Regions from separate parts of the Mus musculus genome. Here regions 1 and 2 are each linked to region 3. Evidence: chromatin contacts called from public HiChIP or PLAC-seq and promoter capture Hi-C data. All regions are on one chromosome and are shown on one strand. The core of a region is the stretch at or near the end of the contact, and the rest is flanking DNA. Distances in the headings are between cores, read along the strand shown.

Region 1 (3,370 bases), core at 519-3,018, 130 kb after region 3:
GCTGGACAACCTGCCTTGCAAAGTTATTATTTTAATCTTTTCCATTTAATTTACACCAGTGTCAACACAATCCAATAGAAACACAGCAGATCAAGTTTGGTAAGTCGGTGTCTTCAAGTGGCAGAACTTAAAAACACTAAAAAACTGTACGTGCTTCAAAAACTAATACTAGTGTTTCATAAACAAAACAAAAACAAAAAAAACAAAAACGAATTCAAAGCCAGGCCAGGAGATAACCACGAGTAACTGGAAACCAGAGGATGAGACGCTCAGGGCCAGCCTATGGTACTTGAGATCTGTGGGTTTGTCTGGTTGGTTGGTTGGGTTTTGTTTCTGGATGGGAGAGCTAGCTGTAGCTCATGCTCCTGTTTGTTTCAACACCTGAGAGGCACAAACAGGATGCTTATCCTGAATCCGAGCCTGACCTGGGCTACACATGAAATTCCAGGCCAGGCAGTGTGAGCTGCAGTCTGAGATCCTGTCTCAAATAATTAACAAAGCAAAATAAAGCTCCAGAATGCAGCCCCCAGTGTCACATGACCACTGAAGGGTCAATGCCTTTCTTTATAAAATGAAGATGTGGGGCACGAGAGATGGCTCTGTAGTTAAAAGCACTGGTTGCTCTTGCAGAGGACCTGGGTTAGATTCCCAGCACAATCTGTAATGCCAGCTCCTAACACCCTCTTCTGACCTCCATGGATACAGGATGCATATATATATACACACACATACATATATACATACACACACATGTATATATGCAAAACATTCATGTACATAAAATAAATTTTAAAAATTAACATTACAGATTAGACCCTAGTCGATAATCCCATATGATTAGGACATACCAGATATAGTTGGCACACAAAAAACCAATTTTTCTTTTTTTCTTTTTTACTTATACTGCACTAAATTAGGAATAAGCACACAAAACAACAAAACCCACTCGGACCTGATAATTCTTAACACACACAGTATGCACTTTATTTCGTTGTGTTACAGGTCTGTCATTTAAGGGCACTGAGGAGGTCAGAAGATGTTATCTTCTATTTGCAGAAGAGATTCCGTAGGGCTTATTTTCTAATCTGTAAACAAACGGGGTGGGCAGGTACACCTGAATTATTTTTCCAACTCGATAATCCTTGTTATCATCCTACGATCATAGAAACAAAACAAACACACATTCCAACCGCCATGGCAATACGAATTTTCAGCCACAAAACTCTGTGGTGGAGTGTTGCGAATACGAATCTATTTTGAGACTCCAGAGGTACTTAATTAGCAAAGAAATGCCACTAAAAATAGCTGATAAATTTAACTGCTTGGTGACTTCCGTATTTTGAGTAGCACGGTGGCAATGATACCAAACAACGCGGCACGACGTTCTGGGGTCCTCTCCAGTCCTGAGCCACGGAGGCTGGAGGGGTCACGCACCCCGAAACCCCGTTTTGTGGCTTTGGGAGCGGGAGCGATGTGGGCAGCACGGCAGGCGGCTCGCCTGGGAGCCTGTGGGAGTGCTGCGTCGCCGGCCGTCATCCCCCTGCCTCCGCTCCCGCGCCGCCCCAGCGCCCGCCCCTTCCCCTTACCACGTAGCCCCCCCACACGTAGAGGAAGTGTCCGTCCACCACTGCGCAGTGGCCGCTGCGCTCCTCGGCCACGCAGAACGCCTGCGGGTCCGCCATCCGCCCTCCGGGGCCCAGCCAGCTCGGCGCCCGCTCGCACGCGCGAACGGAACGCGAGGAGGGTCCAGATTGGCGGAGGCGGAACCGAGGAACCTGCGCGTCTGCGCGGCCACCGCCCCGGACCGGGGCCTGGCCGCTCCCGGGAGCACCGGGCGCTGCGAAGACACTGCAAACCTCTCCCTGAAGCCTCTCTGCAGCCACTGTCTGGGCTTCTTAGGGCTCTATTAATCAAGAATGGTTTCTCATGAACTTACTTTATGTATGTGAGTGTTCTGCTTGTATGTATGTATGTATGTATGTATGTATGTATGTATGTATGTATGGTGTACATCCTGGACCTGGAATTATGGGCAATTGTGAAATGTGGCTGCTGGGAATCAAACCTGGGTCCACTGCAAGAACAAATGCTCTTAACCTCTGAGCCATCTCTCCAGCTCCATGGTGTTCATTTGGAAAGTGAGCTTTCTTTTTCTTCTTCTTCTCACAACTGTACAAAGTATTGGGTTTATGAACCCCAACTGGGCCAGCTTATTGACCTGAGCATCCTCCTGGCTGTGTGTGTGTGAGAGAGATCATTTTTTAACACGAGCAGTGCTCCAATGCCAGTTCTGCTTCAGCCTCGGTAATACATGGTTTCAAGACGCATATGAGGTTTTTTTGCTTTTGTAGGGCCTGGGTGTCCCTGGTTTTCTTCACGTGTACTTCCGTGCTAATCGCTGTAGAAGGTGTTGGTACCTGAGGCACTGAGTGTTCTATTATTTCTTCGTGGTGATATTATGTGGGAACACAGGCACAATTCCCCTTTTCTAAACACGAAAGGAAACATTATTGTCTTGCATCTTTCATTTCCCACTTGTATACATTTTCTCTGGGGAGAGGAGCGAACCTCAAGTCTTCCTTGAAGAACCAATGATTTTAATTACAGTTACATGAGCATAGCTATTCCACTGAATAAAATGTCTCTGCCTAGCAACTGTTAACTGCCTACAAAAGCTGGGGGTGGGAGCTTGAAACACCCCCCCCCCTTCCTTGCAACTGTTAACTGCCTTTAAAACCACGGAGGGCAGGGAGCCCCTCCCCCAACCCTAAATCGCGGTGATAATTCTACAACCCACCACCTCTTGCCATCTGCCCCTCCACCTTCCACGATGGTCCCTGAGGCTTGGGTAGGATGCCCCTCTAGGGCTGGACATTCAATAGCACTTTTAACCAGTTGTCTCTACAGTAACGACTGCCCATTTAAAAACAGAAACCTCATTGACCAAAGATGACAACTACACTAGTGGACGGGTATAAAGACAACTATTTAGAAGGCAATTTGACAGACACATAGAACTTAGCAAAAGAGCAGCAGCTTTCAAAAATCTATGGTCTTCCCCCAGCCATGGGCTTTTGACCGGGTTTACAGAACACGGCACCAATTCCCCTCTTGTGGAACGATCCACAAATCCAGTCAGAAAATAATTGGCTGTACCCATAATAGTTTCTTCCCCAGTGGGAACATCAGGCCTGATGTGTTGATACTGTAGACTTCAGGATCCCCAGCAAGGTGGGGGCGTTGGTTACAGCTCTTCCCCAGCATAGTCCTTCCCAGCACGGTGAAAGCTGGCCAGGAGTAAGGACCAGATCAATCCTTCTGATTTTCCATGTTCTTCCGCAAAGACATGTAGTATGTAGTGTCTTTGGCA
Region 2 (3,714 bases), core at 1,051-3,550, 250 kb before region 3:
TCTTAACCACTGGGCAATCTCCCCAGCCTGAGAAGTCTTTTATACAGGCAAACTAAGTCATTTTGCTGGTGATCTTCACCTTAAACTTCAGAATAACCAAGCACTGGTACTTTTTCAAACTTGCGGCAGTATTTTTTTTTTTGACTCATTATCTTTTCAGTATTTATTTAGTAATATAAAGATTAGAACATTACTCTTAATATAGTCATTTAAATTATTTTCATTGTTAATCTTTTGGTAGCAAAATGTTTTTAGATACCTTTGGAAAATCCGGAATCTCGTGTGTTCCAAGTAGGGAGCAGTTTATAGGACACAGATGAGAGGTGCGGGGCCAGGTCTGTAAGCAGCATCCAGATGGTTACTTCTGAACCCCTTGAAATATGAGGAAAATGTAAATTCAGATTGTGAAATAAATTGGATGTTTAAATTTTCCTGAAGTGATAATTTTCATATAGTTATATAAATATGCACTTACACAATTTCTTTATAATACCTATGTAATACTTTGTTCTCTATCAAAAAGATTAAAATATTGGCATATAATCTAACATAAATTATTAAAAGGTAAACATTTTTTCCTTTCAAGAGAAAGTGTTTTCTTCTGAGAGAAATATTAAAGAAAAGTTTCAGCAAGTGAAATAAAGCCAAATTTTGAGAGATTAAAAAATTAGATAAGAGCCGGTCGTGGTGGCGCACTCGGGAGGCAGAGGCAGGCGGATTTCTGAGTTCGAGGCCAGCCTGGTCTACAGAGTGACTTCCAGGACAGCCAGGGCTACACAGAGAAACCCTGTTTCGAAAAACCAACCAACCAAACAAACAAAATTAGATAAAAATGCTTATTTCTAAGGATTATAAGGATTATTACAAAATTTTTAAGATTAACCTTCATGGCTTCTGGATACTGCAGGGGTTGAATTTAATGTTATAACAATGTCCTCCTGCAGAGGGTCTGGTTCGATTGCCAGTACCTACAGTACCTACAACCATCTGGGACTTCAGCTCCAGGGGAAAGAATGCCCCCTTCTTGCCTCTGTGGGCACCAGGTACAAATTGGCATGTAGATATGTATGTAGACTAAGCACCCATAAACATATAATAATGTAAAAATTAAAAGTATACCAATAAAACCCTTTATAGTGTTTGGTTACACACAGCTTTTGACACATTGAAATGTTAAATTTGCTTATTTTATTCTGTTGTAAAACAAATATATGTCAACTTTTTAAATTGCCAGAACTTAAGTATTTAACAGAGAGTATGTAGTAATTTTAGGAGTTTATCTTATTGTATGTCTTCATATTAGTGAATAAAAGTAACTTTAAAAAAAAAAAAAACCAACAAACTTTGAAAGCCAGACCTGGTGTACATACCTTCGATCCCAGCACTCGGGAGGCACAAACAGTTCTCTGTGAGTTTGAGGCCAGCCTGGTCTACAAAGCTAGTCTAGGACAGCCAGGGCTCTGTTACACAGAGAAACCCCATCTTGAACAACCACGAGAAAAGTGTTGCTTTGTAATTGTGTGTGTAGTATTGAGGTGGGTGTGGGTGGGCGCTGGGGACACAGGTGGAGGGCAGAGGACAGGCTGTGGAGTTGGTACTCCTTCTGCCTTTCTGTGGGTTCTGCACACGGAACTCAAGTCATTAGGTTTGCCTAGCAAGCGAGTTAGCCAATTAGCCATCCCGCTGGCCCTAAAGTAACTCTTAAAAGTCATGCTTTAAATACTTTAAATTATTTTGTATAATAAAAAGTTCCTAAATCATTTCACAGTTATCTTTTTCATTGACTTTTATGCTGACAGTACTTTATATCTTCATTGGGTTTGTTAACAGAGGGTTGGTTTTAAGAAGTCAGATGGTATATGTAATTATACAAAGTTACAGTTGTCTTTATTAACTATATTAGTCTTTTTGCTGTGTCCAAATATCTGACAAGAAACAAAGTTAGTGAGGAAGGAGTATGGTTGAAGAAGGGATGTAGTCCATCACTGGGGGAAGCATGGCAGCATCCTCAGTCAGGAAGCGAAGGACTGCAAGGAAGGCCAGGCTACTGAAAGAAAGATGAAATTTCAAGACCTGTAAGTCATATCAACTACTCAGAAATTGCTGGTTGTTTGTGAGCTAGAGGCTGCCTGGGGCTGAGAATAAAGAAAAACAAACCCGGGTATGCCCCGTAGTTAAAACATTCCTGGGAACATCTTGACCATAAGATAAAGAAAAATGCAAGGACACAAGCAGGGCTATCTTGTCTGAGTCAATCCCATCTGGCTGGAACCTCCCCTCTGTCTTTGGCCCCTTGACACAGGGTAAAGTCATACATCAACTGGTTGCTATGTGAACAAAGATAAGCACCCAGCCCACAGGAACAAAGTCCTGATGCCCTTTCTCTGACGTGTAATCTTTCTGTTGTTTGAATGAGCGAATCCCATACCTTTGTTGAAATTCCTCGCACCCCTAACCCTTATTCTTTCATAAAAACCCCTAGTTTTCGAGCCTCGTGGCCAACATCCGTTATCTCCTGTGTGGGATACATGTCGGTCCGGAGCTCCGTCATTAAACTGCCTCATGTGATTACAGCAAGATAGATTCTCATGTTTCTTTGGGTGCTCTCTCCCGAGATTAGAGTGGGGGTCCCTGAAAGGGGGTCTTACACTACAAAACCTTCAGATGCCCCAGTGGGAGGGAAGCCCACCTCCTAATGGTTCCACAGCCTTCATCACACAGTGCTACCAGCGGGAACAAAGTGTGCAGACACATAAGCCTATGGGAGACATTGCACCATCAACTGCAGCATTAAATACATTGAGGTTTTAAATATCTGTTTCCACTTTAACTACAAAGAAGTTGAGAGTAGAACCAAAGAATGTAATTTTTTTTCTCCCCTCCCCCCCTTAGCAGTTGAAGGCATGCAGTGAAGAGCAGGAGGACAAAGAGTGCTTGAATCAGGCTATAACTGCCCTCATGAACCTCCAAGGCAGCATGGACCGCATTTACAAGCAGCACTCCCCCAGACGCCGGCCTGGGTAAGTCTGGACCGTGCTTCTTCACCGTGTGTGATAGCCTCTGTTCCAGGTGGGATTTACAATGACACCACGGTCTTGAAAATTATGCTTATGCTTTTGTGACCTGTGTTAGTCAGGAAATCACCAAACTACCATTGTTACATTGATAGGATATAGCTTACAAATTTAAATATATATTTACTGAAATTTTATGTAATTTTCTGCAGTGTGGAATTTTTTAATAATTTTAGTTCTTATGGCTCAAGGAATAAAATATTCAGCTGTAATATTTACTTTGGTAGTAGTAAAATCGAGTTAGCTGCTATTGAGGGGCAGGGCTAGAAGAAAATAATTGTTAGAAATATAGTTTAATATTTCATTATTTAAGCTTTTGAATGCTGAGTATTCAAACCCAGGGCTTTTTACATGCTAAGTATGGACTCAGTCATTGAAGTATACCCCTCAACTCAGCTTAATACTTTGGTTATTTGATTTGGGATTACATAATCATTATCACTGAATAAGCCAAAAGTTACCTTGCTTTTTAACATTTTCTTTTTCTTTTAGGGATCCAGTTTGCCTTTTTTACAATCGTCAATTAAGAAGCAAACACCTGGCTATCAAAAAAATGAATGAAATTCAGAAAAACATAGATGGGTGGGAAGGCAAAGATATCGGACAGTGTTGTAATGAGTTCATAATGGAGGGGCCACTG
Region 3 (3,511 bases), core at 678-3,177:
ACAGGCTGCGCTGCTTGTTCTAGGCGGCAGTTAGCTAGGGTGAAGGGAGCTCGAGCTGTACTCCTCCTCATGCACGTTAATGGCTGACACTGCCAGGGGCTCCTGACATTACCTGTCTGACACACTCATGTGCAACTGGAACATTACACTGCTATTACTCATTATCTTGCCACTGTGGGCTTAGTTCACCATACTGGTCTTGGCTATAAAAGGTCACATTTGAAACTGCTAAAGTTAGCGCTAAGGAGGAAGGGGGGGGAGGCCTTAAATATAAAAGACAAACGGCAGTTTGATTAAGCAATAATTTTCAGTTTACTAGATGAAACAGACTTGGAACATAGTCTGCATGAATGCAAAATAAGCCATCTACAGCAAGTGATAAGAACCTGGGCAAAAAGGAAAAAAAGCATACATGGGGGGGAAGATTCTCTCGAAATAAAAAAATCAAACCATTATTATAAAGGACTTTACCAAGAGTTGCTATTACCCCACCCCGTTTGCTGGAAGTCACAAGGCATCTAGCACTGTATTCGTGTCAAATGTCAGATCAGAGCATCCTAACGCAAAGCCAAGAGGGAAAAAAAAAAAAAAAAGGAAACAAAGAAAACCCCCAACCCCACTAAACTGTAGAACAGTAACTCCAGAGTTCAGATTCAAAAAGAGAGTGGCAATTCAAAGAGGTGATGGAGGTGGCGATAATCCTAGGAATGGGTTTTGGATTTCTCTCCTTCCGGGGGCTGGGTGGAGGACGCTCATTAGGATTTGTAGTTAGAGGTTAACCATGTGAGCCCCTCATAGAGTCCGTCCCCGGAGGTGGCACAGGAGGGCTGCACATACCAGTTCCTGTCCCGAATCCGGGTCAGGCCCAGTTTCTCCTGGATCTCATGGGGTTTCATGGCATCGGGCAGGTCCTGCTTGTTGGCGAAGATGAGGATGATGGCGTCCCTCATCTCCCGGTCATTGATAATGCGGTGCAGCTCCTGGCGGGCCTCGTCGATGCGGTCGCGGTCGGCGCAGTCTACCACGAAGATCAGACCCTGGGTCCCGGTGTAGTAATGCCGCCAGAGCGGCCGGATCTTGTCCTGGCCGCCCACATCCCACACGTTGAACTTGACGTTTTTGTAAGTCACCGTCTCCACGTTGAAGCCCACCGTGGGGATGGTGGTCACCGATTGGCCCAGCTTCAACTTGTACAGGATCGTTGTCTTGCCGGCTGCGTCCAGGCCCAGCATGAGGATCCGCATTTCCTTGTTCCCGAAGATCTTGGATAGCACCTTCCCCATCGCGTCGGAAGAGCCGGGGCCGGGGGCATTCAGGTGTCCCGGGTCCCCTCAAGCCTACAACGCCGCCGCGAGCCCGAAACGTCGCCGCCCCGCTGCGAGGACGCCCTGCGGCCTGCGCGAAGCTGCCGGCTAGGGGAGCAGGGGCCCGGCCTGCGCTCACTCGGGCATCGCCCGCCGCCGGGGCCCTGCGTCTGCGCCGGGAGAGCCGCCGCCCTGCTCAAGCGAGGCGAGGCGAGGCGCGGCCGGCCCGGAACTGCCCTTCCCCCCCGCAGGCGCCGCGCGAACGAGCGAGCGAGCAAGCGCCGCCGACAGCTCCTCCGCCGCCTCGGCACGCGCCGGCTCCAACTGCGGCCGGCCTGCCGGCCTGCGAGCACCGGACTCGGCACCGACCCCGGTCACCACCCCGACGACGAGCGCGGCTCGGCGCCCGGTCAGGTCATGGATCCTCGCGGGAACTCGCGGGTGCTCGCCTGCAGGGACACAGAGAGGGAGAAGGGAGTTACCGCCGGGCCTCCGAGGGGGCGCCCAGACCGACGCGGCCCGCCTTTCGGGCTCGGCCCTTGAGGTTACCTCCAGCCGCCGCCCCGAGCGCGGGTTCCCTCCGGCCTCCACCTCCTCCTCCTAGCTCTGCTGCCGCCGCCGCCGCTGCCGGAAAAGGCGCCGAGGAAACCGCCTCACTTCCCCTCCCAACTGCGCACGCGCGCCTCGGCCCGACCGTTCGGAAGAGCGCGACCTCTGAAAGGAGAGTGGCCCGCGCTCTCGACGTCACGAGCGCCACGCGCCGGGGGGCGGGGCTACGGCGGCTCCCGGGGCTCAACGCCGGCGCCTCGCGGAACCTGCTGGCGTGGGGCTGGCCGTGTGCCCACCTGTCGCTCTACCCGGGGTCTCCGCGGGTCTCCTTCTCCGCCACTCGAAGGCGGGGCACGGATCCACCGAGGGCGGGCTTCGTCGGCCCTTAGGACCGGCGCCCCAGCCACGCTTCCCAGGCTCGCTCCCGGACCCCCTGCGCGAAGCCCCTCCCGCTCTCCCCAGCCTTCCTTCAGTTTCCTGGAAGACACGTGGGAGGCCAGTGTTCCATAGAATCCGCCAAAGTAGCCCGCACTTTTTGTACTCGAGTTGGGTCTGCCCCTAAGCCCTGCCTTTGAAAGTTTAAACTCGTTCTTTATAAGTCTGGTCTGAACCGCCCGCATTTCTTAAGAAACAGACTATCAGGGCCGACGAGATGACTGTGGGTAAAGCCTGCCACCGAGAGGGCGGACCCGCCTTCGTTCCCCAGGAAGGAGAGAACCAACTCCCTTGAATTGACTTCTGCTCTCCACGTACTATAAGGAAACTCTTTGGGTTTTGTTCTTATTTTCAAATACTTTTTTTCATTTAGTGTGCGTACGCACGGAGAGAGGTCAGAGGACAACCAAAGTCAGTTCTCCCCTTTCTTCATGTGGGTCCCAGGTATCAAGTCAAGCTTGGCGCCCGACGCTTTTACCTACTAAGCCATCTTGCTGGACCAGGAAACCTTTTTGTATTAAACGGATAGTGTTAAGGTTAAAGTAAGGTGAAATTTTTAATAAAAATAAACACGGGGAGAAAACTTAAGTTCAAGGAAGTTGCTACAACAGCATATGATAATATACTGTTTTTATTTTATAATTAAAAAAAAAAAAAAAGGAAGTCATCTGGTACAGCTCACACCTGTACCAGAAGTGATGAGACTGAGGCAGAGAGGGTCGCTGTAATTCTAGGTCAGTCTAGGCTAGAGAGTGTGCCACTCTATTTAACAAGTACTGGCCTCACAGTCGCTCAGGGTTATCTGAAATTATTCTCCAGCCTCCACCTCCCAGGACAGGGGTGACCCAATGGAGCAACAGGTATTTGAAACCACAGCAGGCTTTTTACTTGACTGAAGATTCGAACTCTGGAACTTACTGCTTACAAAGCAAGTGCTTTTTAATGCACCAAGCCATCTTCCCAGCCCCAATAATAAATGATTAAAGAATAATTATAGTACAAAACAAATAGCAATAGTCAGAAACTAGTCGCCAATAGTAAGAATTAAACTCTCTATGCCATGCTTTAAAAAAAATAGGTCAGTTTGGGGCTGGTTGATACTGCTCAGTGATTAAAGCACTTGTCACCCACCCTGACTTGGAGGACACCAAGCAAAATGTAATTTAAAGACATTCAAGGTGGTGTATGCCTTTAACCCCCGCACTGGAGAGACAGAGATTGAT

What was found. HiChIP or PLAC-seq counts read pairs in DNA pulled down with a chosen protein or histone mark. Capture Hi-C pulls out chosen DNA fragments and counts their contacts.
Region 1: a promoter capture Hi-C map of adipose tissue shows a contact between it and region 3. The contact joins the promoter of Klhdc1 here to the promoter of Arf6 in region 3. A contact is called at or near these places in 3 of 39 promoter capture datasets (embryonic stem cells, maxillary cranial neural crest and stem cell-derived epiblast-like cells), 5 of 115 datasets of contacts at active chromatin or transcription factors (effector CD8 T cells, embryonic stem cells, memory CD8 T cells and 1 more) and 3 of 9 other capture datasets (adipose tissue, liver and pancreatic islet).
Region 2: a contact with region 3 is called in an H3K27ac HiChIP or PLAC-seq map of extraembryonic endoderm stem cells. The contact joins the enhancer-like site here to the promoter of Arf6 in region 3. A contact is called at or near these places in 2 of 39 promoter capture datasets (hippocampal neurons and pre-B cells), 1 of 484 Hi-C or Micro-C datasets (bone marrow-derived macrophages), 18 of 115 datasets of contacts at active chromatin or transcription factors (the HPC-7 cell line, the SCID.adh cell line, bone marrow-derived macrophages and 12 more) and 3 of 9 other capture datasets (adipose tissue, liver and pancreatic islet).

The regions. Positions count from the first base shown.
Region 1 is chr12:69,240,230-69,243,599 of GRCm38.p6, reverse strand. It overlaps Klhdc1 (kelch domain containing 1), which reads right to left and starts at 1,768. Exons shown (of 13, transcript NM_178253.5): 1 at 1,587-1,768. The coding sequence starts at 1,682.
Region 2 is chr12:69,617,362-69,621,075 of GRCm38.p6, reverse strand. It overlaps Sos2 (SOS Ras/Rho guanine nucleotide exchange factor 2), which reads left to right. Exons shown (of 23, transcript NM_001135559.1): 9 at 2,896-3,020; 10 at 3,567-3,714. Among named protein-coding and RNA genes, the nearest start is that of Gm31679, 6.1 kb to the left of the region's middle. Within about 2 kb of position 2,300, at least 11 of the 459 cell types and tissues checked have an H3K27ac peak or open chromatin away from gene starts, as enhancers often do. A contact at or near this core is called in extraembryonic endoderm stem cells, where this site is marked.
Region 3 is chr12:69,370,566-69,374,076 of GRCm38.p6, reverse strand. It overlaps Arf6 (ADP-ribosylation factor 6), which reads right to left and starts at 1,927. Exons shown (of 2, transcript NM_007481.3): 1 at 1,854-1,927; 2 at 1-1,753. The coding sequence starts at 1,283. The coding sequence ends at 756.